Regions from separate parts of the Mus musculus genome. Here all the other regions are linked to region 2. A link is a contact called in public HiCAR-type and promoter capture Hi-C data. All regions are on one chromosome and are shown on one strand. The core of a region is the stretch at or near the end of the contact, and the rest is flanking DNA. Distances in the headings are between cores, read along the strand shown. Region 1 overlaps Homer1 (homer scaffolding protein 1). Region 2 holds the start of Bhmt (betaine-homocysteine methyltransferase). Region 3 holds the start of Cmya5 (cardiomyopathy associated 5).

Region 1 (4,876 bases), core at 1,576-4,075, 290 kb before region 2:
ATTTTTAGATCCTACGTGATTTAAGAAAGTGCCGTCTGTGGTTTTGAGTTGGTCCTCCATAGACTTTTCAGGAAAGGATAGTATATTGAAGGGGACCTTTCAGTTAGTACAGAATGATGCATGGGGTGTAAATGTAAAATGTTACAGCAGGGTCAAATGGAAGGACTTCTTGACTTTATAGTCTAGTCTACGGTATATCCTACTAGTCATAACAACCAGGATCTGTAAAGGTTCTAGGAATACCTAATTAGCAAATGGTGAACTTTTGCTCCTAGGGAATATTATGTCATGTTTCTATAAGCCTCTCATCACATTTTTATAAACCAGTCAGTTCATAACATTGTTTCACATACAGTTCTCACACGTCTGTCTGTCTGTCTGTCTTTCTTTCTTTCACTTTCTCTTTCTTTCTCTCTCTCTTTTCTTTCTTTCTTTCTTCTTTTCTTTTCTTTTCTTTTCTTTTCTTTTCTTTTCTTTTCTTTTCTTTTCTTTTCTTTCTTTCTTTCTTCTTCCCTTCCCTTCCCTTCCCTCCCCTCCCCTCCCCTCCCCTTCCCTTCCCTTCTCTCTTTCTTTATTTTCTCTTTCTTTCTTTCTTTCTTTTTTCTATCAATCTATCTAATTTATTTATAGACATGGTCTCTCATTATGTTTGCAGCTCAGTTTGGACTTGAGCTTAAAGATTCCATGTCTCTGCTTCCTAAATGCTGGGAGCACAACACCCAGTTGATGTGTGCTTTCATTTATTATTGTTGCTGCTTTAACATTGAACACGTGACCAATTATAGTATGAGTTATGCCTGAGTCAAGCTTATCTAACACACTTTTCTCCATAAGGCACATTAACTTTCCACCATGAGTATGTAGCACTTAGAAGCACTTCAACATTTTGCTGAGGGGCCATTTTAAGCAGTGAAAGCATCTACAATGGCACAGAAATGCAAAAAAAAAAAAAAAAAAAAAAAAAAAGCTAAACAAACCACTAAAAAGACAGCTGCTTGTATAGTCTGAGTGCTGAAACAAGATGGCAGTATTGTCTTGTTCATCTTCTGGTGGAAAGTATAGGCTAGGTGAGTCCCGTTTCCCAGTGTTCTGTGTATACAGCAAAAACTTAAAAAAAAAAAAGCCACAAGTTCTTACTTGACTATTAAGTTTGGTTCTTCACTGCTTTGATAAAACAATAACCAAAAGCAGCTTGGGGGAGGAAGTGGTTTATTTGGCTTAGTGCTTACAGTTCATTATTGAGGAAAGCCTGGACGGGACCTGAAGCAGGACCTGAAGCAGGACTTACAGATGAACATTGCGACTGCCTTGCCTAGCTTACTTTCTGACACAACCCACAACCACCTGTTCAAAGGTGGCATGGCCAACATTGAGCTGGACACCCCCTGCCCCATGAATCCTTAATCAAAAAATATTCCTCAGAGACTGCATCCAAAAGCCAATTCAATGCATGCAATTCCTGAGTTGAGGTTTCCTCTTCAGGTGACTCTAGTGGTGTCGAGTTGACAGAAGCCTGCAGAGTTACTGATGACGTTAGTGGGTAACTGAATTCATGTGTACAGAATCTCTGAGTAGCAAGAATCGGGTGTAATTGTTTTAACAAAGTTTATATTGGACTACTTACACTTCATACTGGAAAGAAAGATTATTTTATTTGCGGATATATGTAAGTTTCTCGTTAATGTAGTCACTTGTATAGCTTTTATGTTCACTTGTCTAATGAAGTAAAACTGTTCTTTCCTCAGGGAGCAACCTATCTTCAGCACTCGAGCTCATGTCTTCCAGATTGACCCGAACACAAAGAAGAACTGGGTACCCACCAGCAAGCATGCAGTTACTGTATCTTATTTTTATGACAGCACAAGAAATGTGTATAGGATAATCAGTTTAGATGGCTCAAAGGTAAGCTACATTTACTTCAAATAATCTTACTCTCTTGCTTTGTACAACATAGAAGTTCAGTTTCATTCATATTTCTGTTTTCATTAAAATATTTCTTCTAGACTTTTTGAAGCTTAACTTTAGAAAACAAAAAGTGATTATTCTTAGAGTAATAGCATTTTCCCCTCAAGTTATTTGTAGAAACTAACTCCCTTATTATATTGAGTTATATGAAGCAACATAGTCTTCAGCTTTATGATGGGTTAGTTTATTTAATGAACATCCCTGGCATCTCTGTTTTGTATTAATGTTAAATGATAAGAAAATTTCTGTCAGTCACTGTTTCATTATTAGAACAGTACCAGCTATCAGAAAGGCATTTATTTAGCTTTACAGTTTGAAGGCTAACAATCCAAAGGATATATAGCCCTAGCTCCCTGATCTTCTCTTGGTTGCAGCACTGTATGACTTGATAATATTAACTAACGTATGGGTTAGCAAGTAATTACATTCAGAGCCGGTGGAGCTGAGTGGGGTCAGGCCTGCTGTCTTTATGACAGTCCATGCAGTAGAATTGAAGGAGTTCTTAAGAGTTACCCTCCTACAGCATATTTCCACTGTCCTGATTACCTACCTCTAGGTCCTGCACGTACTTGAATGTTCTAGAATACCTTCAGATCACAGAATCAGGGGGCAGGGAGCTAAGGACCTGGGTTTGGATCCCAACACCCACACAGAATCTCTAGGTCCGGGATCTGACACCCCTTTCTGATCTCTGCAGGCACCAGGCACACACGTGGCAAAATACTCATAAACATTAAGTAAATAAATCCAAAACAACAACAACAAAGATCCTTTAGGAAAACACAGTTAAAGGATAACTAACTTGGAGCTGTGAGGCCTTTCCCTGTCAGTTCAGTGCAGAAGTTAGGAGCAGAGTAGAACCTCACCGCCTCATTGGACTTTGTGCTGCTTCCAGTTTGCTAGCCATGCAGCCTTGCACAAGCTATTTAACTTCTGTGCGTCTGTTTTTCACATGTAAAAACGATTGTTATCCAGATAATTAGTCTGTCTTTTCACTGTTATGTGAATGACTCAAAAGACTTAAGATGATGATAGTTAATTTCTGTGAAGTGTTATTTAATGAAGAATAACTGCTCATAAATGTTTGGCTTAGTGAAATACAATGGATATTAACTATTACCTCAGGCTTTGGACTGCTAATTTATTTTCCCTCCTTGAACTTTCAGTTTCTGTAATTTACCGTATCCAAAGTACAAATATAATGTGCTCTTACTAGATAGGGTTTAAAAGGTGGAAATACAGGTCAGCTGAAGCAGTCCATGTTTAGGAGGAGAATTTGCATTGAATTAAATGCATTTCAGTGTTTTCAAGTCTTTTCTGCTGTCTCACGTCCATCCCTTTGTTTTTAAATTGTGTTAGAAAGCCCAGTGAACCCTAAGAAGAAACTGTTCAGTTATTCTTTTGTGCGTGCGCGCGTGCATGTATGCACACACCCACTTGAATTATACACATGAACACATGAAGCTGTTCGTTTTGTCTTTTTTTTCTTTTTTGGTGACAGGTTCTCACTATTTAGCTCCATCTGGCACTAAAAATTTTCTTTTAAAAAAGTTCTTAGTTATGTCCTAAACAAAAAAATCTAAGAAATAAAAATTTCAAGCATAAGATTCTTTAACATTTTTTTTCAGTGATTCAGTGGTTAATAATACAGAAACGAGGAAAGGTTCAGAGTTTAGATTAGAATAGATCTCTTTAACAAGTCACAAAAAAGTTATTTTGAAGTGGTTGAAATGAGCACCAATGTCCACCAGCACATTGGTTAGTCCTTCTTGTTGCTTATGAAATGTATTATCACCACGTCTTTTAGAGTTAGTGGGGTCTGATGCCAACATTCCCTTTTCACCTTTTTTAACACTTGGGCCTCTCCTCAAATGTTTCTTGGAGAACACTGAAGGGCCACTAACGTCCTTTTAGGGACTCCACAAGTATTAGCATGCTCTGACGTTCCTCTGTTAGCTATTACTTTACTTCGTCCCAACCAGCTCTGTGACCACATTGCCTCTCTTACTGTTGTGTCTCAGAATTGAGCTTGGTAGCCAGTAGGTCCTTAGAGAACATCAGAGAAGTCTTGATCCATTGTTGTTTGTTGATAATCTTTATTTTTAGTCTGTTTAAAACACTTTAAGATTATTTTTATATACATATATATGTATGTGTATATATATATATGCACACACATATACACACATATATACATACACACACATACATACATATACACACACATACATATACATACACACATATAATGTTTGCCCACACATATAATGTTTGCCTGCATGTATGCATGTGTACCATGAGCATGCTTGGTGCCTGAAAAGGACAAAGGAAAGCATTAGATCCCGGAGTTAGATGGTTCTAAGCTACCATGTGAGTGCTAGGAATTACATCCAGGTCCTCTGCAAGAGCAACAGATGCTTCAAACCACTGACCCACTTCTCCAGTGCCTAGTCTTATTTGATGACGATTCCACAAGTCAAAATCTTTGTTAGCTATGCTTTACATACTCAAAATGGTATGCTGGTAGAAGCTGTTTTGAACCAAATGGTGAGGAAGGTTTATAAATATATAAGTTTTGTACAAAGATAAAAGTTCTCTTATGTAGCTATAGATAACACATCTGTTTCCTGTGAGAAAGAAATGAGCCAGTTTCTGTTGTGCCATCTTCTTCTCCTTAGTAGGGCATATGTCCTTGTTGAAAGTTCATCAACACCTGATAGTTCATACATATTTTATATTTGTGGTGGTTTTTACTTGGTAAACATTTTTTCATAAAATGCTGAATTTTCATTCCACATTTACCAGTGTGCTAGATAACAAGTTCTGAATTTGACATGTATGCTTTTGTTATTGGTGGAAAGAAATTTCTTAATTTTAGGGAGCATTAGTCCACTCAACTAAAAATAATCCT
Region 2 (4,937 bases), core at 2,216-4,715:
TGAGATGCGTCACACGAGGGGCACACGTTCTTAAAGGGCGACAGCTGATATTCTTACTCTATCAATAGCCTAGAGGGGGTTTAACACTGTCAGAGTTTGCGGTAGCACAGAATGCTTACGGTATTTTGAAGACTAAGAAGCCATGAGACACCTGATTCAGATAGATCAGAGGTGGGCAAATCACTTATGGGCGTCTGTTCTTGGCACTCTTGGCCATGGCAGATCTGTCATGCACCCAGGAGTTTGTAAGAATATACACCCTGTATCCCGAGCCAAGATCAGGGAAGAGGCAGGCATAGCATTCACGAGATGATTTCCGGGCCGTGCTCCATAGCTACGCCATTTTAGTGCTGTGGAGCGATTTTCCCTGTGCTCAGGTGCGGGAGATGAATTTTGAATTGTGAATTGGAAAGGGGTTTTTATAGGATGGAAAGTAATTTACTAGTACAACTGTTTTTGCAGTTTTCTAAGAATCATGAACTTTAAATTAAACATACCTGATTTTCAAGTTCTCTCTCTGATTTTAGAAATGGGAAATTAAAGCCCAGAGTCTCTACATAATTTATCCAAGGTCCTAATGATTCTCTCATCCTTGAGTGGCTTTTAGATTTGATTTCAAATAGAGGTGGGGGAGGATGGGACAGCTCTGCAAAGGAGAGTGAATAACTCTGGGGGATACATTGGAATGTGCTTGTTTGTGACATCCTATTTGCTTGCCAAACTGGTGGATCTTTAGAACTGTGAAGAGAACACAGGCCATGTAAACAGCATGAGGGACCGCAGGCTTTTGCAGTAAAATCCCTCTGTATCTCCGTAGAGCCTCCTTCATTTTAACTCTCCTCCTCCATAGCCCCACCCCACACTGTTAGGATTGCAAGTGCTCAGAGAGAACCCATTGACATCTTTAGTGTGGAACTGGAAATCACATGAGGATGTACGCTCTCCATGGCTAAGCCTGGAAGTCTGTGAGTTAATAAACAACTATAAAGATGCAGAATTGCTCATGTGAACTTTGAAATTCAAATATATATCATGATTACAATGTGTCTAAATACTACATTTAAAATTAAACATATATATGTATATAAATTAATAAATATATGCATGTGATGGGGATATATAGATATATATCATATATAATATAAATATGTCACACAAACAATAGTCCTATAAATAGCTATGACTCACTTCCAGTGCAAATAGTGACACAGTGGCAATTAACGTATCTCATTGAACACAATTTCAAGTTTAGTACACGATATTTTAGCACACAGCATAGCCAGGAATCTGATCTTTGGAAATAGGGGTAGTTTCCTTATCATGGTAATCATGTTGTGAAGTGATTATGTCAGCATACACTTAGATTCTACTAGCTTTTAATTCCCTAAATCTCAGAATTTTTTTTGTTTGTTTCTAAATTAAACAGTGGGATGCACTATGAAAAGCTTTGTGTGTGTGTGTATGTAAATTATTAAAAGAACATATTTAACATCAGCTTATTCTTTTAAAGCATATATTTGCCTGGACAACTAGCAGAATGTATATCAAAATGTTGCAGATGCTGTTCTTTTTATTTTATCCAGATTTTATTTTGCAATTAATAAGTGTCCTTGTCATATCTTTTAAATGCATACTATAGCCCTAGGTTTTTTTAATTTTTTTTTTTTTTTTTGGTTTTTTTGAGACAGGGTTTCTCTGTATAGCTGTAGCCCTCGTTTTTGTTTGTTTGTTTGTTTGTTTTTCGAGACAGGGTTTCCCTGTGTAGCCCTGGCTGTCCTGGAACTCACTTTGTAGACCAGGCTGGCCTTGAACTCAGAAATCCACCAGTCTCTGCCTCCCAAGTGCTAGGATTAAAGGTGTGCGCCACTACGCCCGGCCTAGCCCTCGTTTTTTAACATTTATATGGAAACAGAGGTATTGGGGAGGTGCCCTTATGCCACTCAATTCTGTTCTTGATAATTCTCTAAAAATTCCCCCATCTTGCCCCTCCCCCCACTGTATTGTGTTTTCAGACATTGTAGCACTGTGTAGCCTAGACTGGTCTTGAACTCTGAACCTCTTGCCTCTTTCTCCTGAGTGCTGGGATTTCATCCATGCCCCATCAGCCCCTAGTAGAGAGGCTGGTGACATTTGTAAACTTGAATTTGGGAAGTGGATTAGAATCCATGGTTTTACAAATGGGATCAAAGAAGAGGTGTGTGTGTGTGTGTGTGTGGTGTGATAAGCCATCTTTGTAGTCTTCAGGGGACATCATTTAGTAAATCTATGGACTGGCAGTAATTGAAACCTTACTTGACTCACATACCCTTCTCACACACTGGCATGAAGTCTCCCTCAGGGGCATGGTGTTTACATTTTAACAGGGTTAGCTTTCTTCCTCCCCCTCCCATAGATGTCTTTTTGAATTGGTGTTTGTCCCTTTACAAACTGGGCACACTCAGGTGGTTCCCCAGCAGGGGAGAACTGAGGGTTATGGTCAGCCTGGCTCCATCTGTCTCCCAGCCACCTCCTGAGGTCTTGTGTGCCTGGGTTTGATATCAGATCCAAGTATATTATCCCCATCTATGCCTACATCCCCTAACACAGAAGGTCAGATTTGGACTGACCTCCTGGGTCCAGCAGGCATTTTGTTTTTTTAGAATTCTGTGAACAGTCCTTCCTCAGCGTCTTAAAACCATTCTACTTATTTGTTTCTGAAACCGTAAGGCAATCGGGCCGGCTCTGCAGCTGCCTGCCCCTCCTGCACCCGGCAAGCCACCAGCCAGAGCCAACTCCCACTGTGGGAAATTGCACCCCTGGATCCATGAGCAGCTTCTCTGGGATATTTCTCTGGTCTTTAGGGGTGCTGCACTCATGAAGGGTTGAGTCTGATGGGCTGAAGGGAGCACCCTGACATCCAAAGTGGCTGTCTTGTGCCTTGTGTCACTCCACAGATAGGTCCAAGGTGGAGCCAGAAGTGCAGGAGGGCCAGAGACCATATAGAATACACTATTGTTAGAAGAAACCCCCAGTCAGAACTCAAAGTTCTGAGTGCCCCTTTTGACCTAACACTGCCAACTAGAAGGATGCTGGGCCACAGCCAGGCTCCAAGCACCTCTCTGCGCTTGCTGACATTGGGGGTACCCAGCTGATGGTGTATTGAGAGCTCTCTCCGGCTCCCTGCACACTCACCTTCTTGGCCTTCTTGCCAGCAACTGGTGCCATCTTTCCGGTGTAGTGAGTGGCGCTGAACACAGCTGCGGATTGGAGGGTAGCTGTTCCCAGCAAAGTCTGTGCTGCTGGGCCGCTGCTGGTCTCTTTATACAGCAGCTAGAGTTCCCTAGCCTTGGCCAGGTCCAACACATGGCCTCAGGCAGGGAACACGCCCACCAGCCTTTGAATTAGGCCAGGGGCTAGCTGGGAAGCTGCCTGTGGGAGGAGAAGTCGAGATTGGTCTCCTAGATGGGTGGAAACGCGAAGTTAAGATAAGAAAAAAATACTGAGGTCGCTGCTAGCTCGTCTGCACACTGACCTTTGTCCAATAGCAGGCCTCTGACCTTGATCTGGGGTCAGGTATCCATGACCCACTTAAGCTGCCAGACCATACCCCCAAGAATTCCACTCAGTGACCAAATATTTGACAAAGGCGAAGATACAAGATCATTGCATGAGGATGCGATGCCCGGCAAGAACTTGGCACAGAGTGTAAACTGCATGACCTACATCTGGCACAAGTAACATAACTTGCCCTTTGCAGAAGCGCTCAGTGCCAATCCTCCAAGTAGTGGGTTTGTTCTCAGTGACCTTACAGGCAGGCTTTTGGCGGTTTCTGGTAACCGTGGCACCATCTAACAAGCACAGTGTCTAACAAGTAAAAGGCAAAATGGAAAAGATCCTGAAGATCTTAAAGCTCCACATGAAAAACCAAAGCGAAGCAAACCCCAGAGGAACCAGAAGCAGCCTCCAGTGCAGTGGAGCGCAGCGGACTGCTGATGTAAAAAGGTGTTTAACCTTTGGCGATTCATGATAATTCCCTAAATATTTAAAAAAAAAACACGATGATATAAAAACACTAGAGATCTCACCTACAAAAACTGCCCAACATATTAGTAAATACTTAAAGACAACAAATAAGCACTGGAGGCTATTTTCCTCCTGCGGAACAATGGTCTCAATTGCACACATGCAGAAGAAATTACAGTAGCAGACAACACATTGGTAAAAGTTTAAAGTGATGTATGAATGATATACAATGAGACAGCTTTTTTACAAGTCCATTTCCCTCTGATAAATATGTAAAAACTTAAAAATGGAAAAAAAGAGAGAAAAGATATATTGAAATTAATTCAAGTGACAGACAATATTTTACTGCCCCTCCCGCCACCCCCATCCATCAACCCTATACACTATCAGGAGTCTGGAAGAACGAGGTACATTCACAGTACATTAATGCCATCTTTGGCAGGGTCCACATCTTCCCCCACTAATGTCCTGGAGAAGCTAAGTAAGTAATAGTTAATGAATGCCCTTGCTGTCTATAGCAGTAATAGCCGATATTGGTGCACTACACTGGGGACTCCAGGCACTAGAGGGCTTTACCTGGGTTTACACACATATCCAGACCCTACAAAACAGTGGGGATTTTAAACTAGTAGCTTTGGGCTAGAAGGATAGCTCAGTGGTTACGAGCACTAGCGGTTCTTCCAGAGGACTCGGGTTTGATACCCAGCACTCACATGGCAGCTCACAACTGTCTGCAACTCCAGTTCCAGGGGATCTGATATCCTCCCCTCACACAGACATATATGCAGGCAAAATGGCAATGCACAAACAAACAAAACCTAGTAGATTTAAATTGGAAACAAATCATGAAGTTTTAGTAAATAATATAATCATACAGCAATTAAAAAAAAAAAAGATTGTCCTAGCTGCTGTTGCAAATTCAAGTCCTTGCTCTG
Region 3 (4,306 bases), core at 1,106-3,605, 490 kb before region 2:
ATGGTCCATGCTGTCTTTGTGCTGCCTCTTCATAGACTCTCTTCTGACATCCAACTTTGCTATCTGCCTGTTGTCAGTGCCCTCAAGTCCTATTGAGTCACTCACCCTCTAGCTCAAACAGGTCTCCATCACCTCCTACCATTTCCCCTCAGCTTATTCTGACACGTTTCCTTGCCGTGGTTACTTTTCTGCCTATGGTCAGAACAGGCTGAGATTACCACAGATAAATCCTCACTAGAAGGTCTTAGCTTTTGTTTGGCAAGGGACAACTCAGAAGTGGTGCTTGAAACTGTCAGGTGACCCAGTTGTAGTGTAGATGAGCTCGTTATTCTGGGAAATAGTGGCTGAGCAGGGATATGGGTGTCCCACATGTCACTGTGAGAACCTCTTCTCTGCATGCCTGGGTTGCTGGTCCTCCTCCTCCTCCCTCTCCCATTTCCCATGGGCACCTTCCCCTCTGCCCTTCCTTCGTGCATCTCCTGCCCATCCTCTGATATCCAGTCTGGAGCCAGTGCTCGCTGATTCTAGACCTTCTGCCCTCATTCTGACCTTCCACAGTACAGTGTTTATATAGCATAAAGTCCTCCTCAGCATATAGTCATAATACTCATAATTTCTATCGTTTCCTGCAAAGTTTTTGAGGGTAGAGTGTGTTTCCTTCTTGGTAGTTGCTTCAAGATTTCCAGCTGATGGTTTTCTGCAATTGGCGGTACCCTATACATGTACACGGGACTACATGTATACGCATGTGGAGACCAATCCCTCATGTACAGTTTACCTTAAAAAGAAAAAGCCATCACCACCAGCCTGGAACTCACTGACAGCACAGTGAGCCTCAGGGATTCTGTCTCCATCTCCCTAACAGAGATAACAAGCACAAGCCACAGTGCTGGGCTTTCCGCCAGTACTGCAGGTATTGACCATAGGAACTGGGGATTAAGCTCCAGTCCTTGAGCTCACAAGGCAAGCACCTTACCAGCGGAGCCATCTCCCCAGCCTTCAATGCCACTCTTGGGCTACTCCAACTTGAACAATTCTGGTCTTGGTTGGGCATTCTGAAATGATAAACCATCACTTGCCACCCCCAAAGCCTTTTGATAGGACCACCCAGGAAGAGATACCATTGATGACATGCTTACGATTAAACAAAACATCCATACTACTATTGTCATTTTAGGGCTGGATGAAAAGGGACAAAGTAGAGACAAAGTAGAAAGCCTTAATGCGTGCACACACACACACACACACACACACACACACACACGTATGTATGTATATAGTATTACTTAATCTCATTCGCCTTATTGATAGATATTTAGGACCAGAACGACTTTTAGGACAGACGTTGCTAAAACATCACCCAGGAGAGCCCAGCTGGCCTGGAAATCAGTCTTCCTGCTTCTGCCTTTCTATTATTGGAATCACAAGGGCAGGCCAGCCACACCTGGCCTTCATGATTCTTCCCTCTAAGGAGTGTATGGGATGTTTGCACCAAAATAGCTTCCATACAGCAAACTAGCCCAGCGCTAGAACTCTAGGAGGCTGCCATACCTTTGAAGGTAATGGACAGAGCCTTCTGACTCCAGACCCTTCCCCAAGCTCAGGCAGGCAAGATTGATCCAGGGCGGGGAGCCAGAGGCAAGTATTCCAGCACAGTTTTGCGGTTAGGCAGAACCCCAAGTAAGTCTCCAAGAATAAACGAGCAAGTCACAAGGAGCTGGGAGGCGGGGGTGGGGGAGGGGGTGGGGGCCGACTGTGAACTTTGCTGCAGGCGGACCTGTCACTCCTGCTGACAGCAAGCACCTTGCACCTTCAAGTTTTTAAAGAAGGCGGCGCGTCCCAGACAGTGTGCTTGGCTCCGGGGAAATGAACTTCTGAGGTTGGAAAGGGAAAGGAAAAGGTTGGGGGGGGGGGGGTGGCCACTGGCCCGGCGGGACACCTGTGGAGTGGACAGCTTTGTTAGGTCCGGGCGGTTCCCGCTCAGGCTACCTGGCGTCGGGCTCCTCCTCCGACTCGGCCGCCGTCTCCTCCCCCTCGCCCTCCGACTCCTCCTCCGTCTCCAGCTCCTGGGCCACCTCCTCGTCTGCACCCCATCCTAGGAAGCCCTGGGCTGCGAGTCCGCTGTCGCCGCTCTCCATCGCGCCTGTCCTGGCCGGAGTCGGAGCTGCCCACGCCTCGCCCGGTGTTCTCCGTCTGACTGCACTTTGCCAGGGCCCGCGGGGCTGCTTGGGTTCCCGGCGCGCGGGGCGGGGTCGCCCCAAGCCTTTAAATAGAAGGCGTCAAGAAAGTTTCGCCACGGAGCTTCTGCGGCCCTGGCTCAGCTTCCTCTGGTTCCAGTCCCTGCCAACTTCCCCGCCCGTTTTGGCAGATCTTCAGCGGCCTTTGTGGCCAGGGCAGAAAGCAGTGTTGAGCGTCAAAAGGACCCACCAGCCCAGCCTTCCATCTAGTGGCCTGGTGGTTCTTACACTTCTAGCTGAGCTGCGGGTGCTTCGTGCCAAATGAGGCAGCATCCAGAGAAGATAACGTTATGGTTTGTAGCTAGCTTAAGGCCCCACTGCTCTTACTGTGACAATGGAAACAAACTAGCGCCCTAGGGGACTAAGATCTCATTGGATCAAGTAAAGCCAGTGCTTAACCTGTCAACCACTGCTCTAGGACGAAAGCCCAAGATCCTCATAGAGATCAAATCCTGACTAATCCACTTTTAGAAATCAGGTATTTACACAGTATCAAGTGAATTCTTTCTGCCTGAGAGGCCCACCTGTTCACTTATTCAAGATCACCACCTTTCTCTGAAATCTCCATGTTTGAACTCCTGCTCCTCTCCAGGAACTCAAAGCAGTCTTTTGAATATGATTGTTTCTGTTTGTAAGATAATGTTTCTGAAAAGGCCTAGACCTGTTTAGTACAACGGTTAGAAAGACGGCTAGATCTCCAAACCTTTATTTTAATCATCGCAGATTCTTACAATTGTTAAATGAGATGGAAACTAAGGGTATTATTCTCCAGTTACATCAGCTTGTGTGCTGTACATCGGGTCTGAGGACAGAGAGGTATAGATAGGCATCCTCTTTTACCACTGATTTTGCCAAGACCCTATTTCAAACTAACTCAAAATTTAGAATTATTTAGAGTCCACACGTCTAATACTAACAATATTTTAACAGCACATCCAAACAAAAAATGTAGTATTCACTTGAAATTGAAAAGATTTTAAGTCTCCAGCTGGGGAAATGCTCAATGGGTGGAGCACTTGCGTAGCAGACACCGGCTGTGTTTAATCCCTAGCACTGAAAAGAAATTGTAAAAAACCAAACACCTTTAGCTGATACAGCTGGACTGCCCTGAGTATATGATCTTAAGTGCTGGCTCATGGATTCCAGTATGCAGATTTCTTAAGCCTTTTGTCTATTTGTTACAACAAATAGTCTGACTAGGAGAGTGGAACCACTGAAAACAACATGGTGGCAATGCAAGAGTCCACACTACGGCAAAGTCTGAGGCTTTATTAAATGCCATAGTGCTGCAGAGTAGAACACCCGTCCCCAAGGGACTATGATTGACAAACATTACCTGAGGTCACACTGAACTGTTATACTCAATACACTCTGAGAAAGCGCTGCACAATGTGGGATAAATCTTAGAAATGTTTCCAAGAAAAAAAATCATATGTAAATTTTTTTAAACTGCATCAAAAGTACTACAGATCAGTATTCTAAAAAACTGACCCATAGAGAAAGCTCTAATCCTAATTATAACACAGAAGTAATGTGGTTCACAGGCTCCAGATGAGCTTCGTCCCAGACACTCTTCGCATTCAATAATCAAGCACGATTAGGTTCCGATCAGTTAAGATAATTACAGCCTTAATATCACAAAAACAACTGCACAGAAAAATAACACCTCAACAATGTCCAGATATAAACTTTATTCCATTTGACAGCATACAAAAATTTAAACTTAAAAAGAAAAAAGAAAATATGCACCCTTTGTAAGTCAAACAAAGTGAAAGTTTTAGTTTTTTAATTGGTCTGCAAAAAATAGTTTAGTGGTACAAATTGTACCACTGTAGGCCTACAAGAAGTTTGCAATCTTTGAAAAAGTTAAAACTGCCTTCAAGATTACTTTTTATATTTAAATGTACAATACAGGTACTGACCAATTTACAAGTATTTACATAAACTAAAAACAATCTTATTAAACAGCTTAGCTTGCATCTGAACTACTACTTTCATGTGGAAGAGAAATACTAAAAAAGATTTTTGTATAAACATTAAACTTTTATTTATAACTTTATTGTCTTATC

What was found. Promoter capture Hi-C pulls out the DNA fragments that hold promoters and counts their contacts. HiCAR-type assays count read pairs that join an accessible place to other places.
Region 1: a contact with region 2 is called in a HiCAR-type map of kidney, with 4 times the contacts expected there. The contact joins the enhancer-like site here to the promoter of Bhmt in region 2. A contact is called at or near these places in 11 of 39 promoter capture datasets (the 3T3-L1 cell line, the HPC-7 cell line, cranial neural crest and 5 more), 1 of 484 Hi-C or Micro-C datasets (Th2 cells), 2 of 115 datasets of contacts at active chromatin or transcription factors (embryonic stem cells and kidney) and 2 of 9 other capture datasets (adipose tissue and liver).
Region 3: a contact with region 2 is called in a promoter capture Hi-C map of embryonic stem cells, with 2.9 times the contacts expected there. The contact joins the promoter of Cmya5 here to the promoter of Bhmt in region 2. A contact is called at or near these places in 4 of 39 promoter capture datasets (cranial neural crest, embryonic stem cells, maxillary cranial neural crest and 1 more) and 2 of 9 other capture datasets (adipose tissue and embryonic stem cells).

Annotation. Positions count from the first base shown.
Region 1 is chr13:93,340,011-93,344,886 of GRCm38.p6, forward strand. Homer1 (homer scaffolding protein 1) reads left to right here. Exons shown (of 10, transcript NM_147176.4): 2 at 1,746-1,902. Among named protein-coding and RNA genes, the nearest start is that of Homer1, 39 kb to the left of the region's middle. Within about 2 kb of position 2,826, at least 27 of the 459 cell types and tissues checked have an H3K27ac peak or open chromatin away from gene starts, as enhancers often do. A contact at or near this core is called in the HPC-7 cell line, kidney and liver, where this site is marked.
Region 2 is chr13:93,634,293-93,639,229 of GRCm38.p6, forward strand. It overlaps Bhmt (betaine-homocysteine methyltransferase), which reads right to left and starts at 3,466. Exons shown (of 8, transcript NM_016668.3): 1 at 3,172-3,466. The coding sequence starts at 3,204.
Region 3 is chr13:93,142,369-93,146,674 of GRCm38.p6, forward strand. Cmya5 (cardiomyopathy associated 5) reads right to left here and starts at 2,356. Exons shown (of 13, transcript NM_023821.3): 1 at 1,990-2,356. The coding sequence starts at 2,138. Tent2 (terminal nucleotidyltransferase 2) reads right to left here. Exons shown (of 15, transcript NM_133905.3): 15 at 3,487-4,306.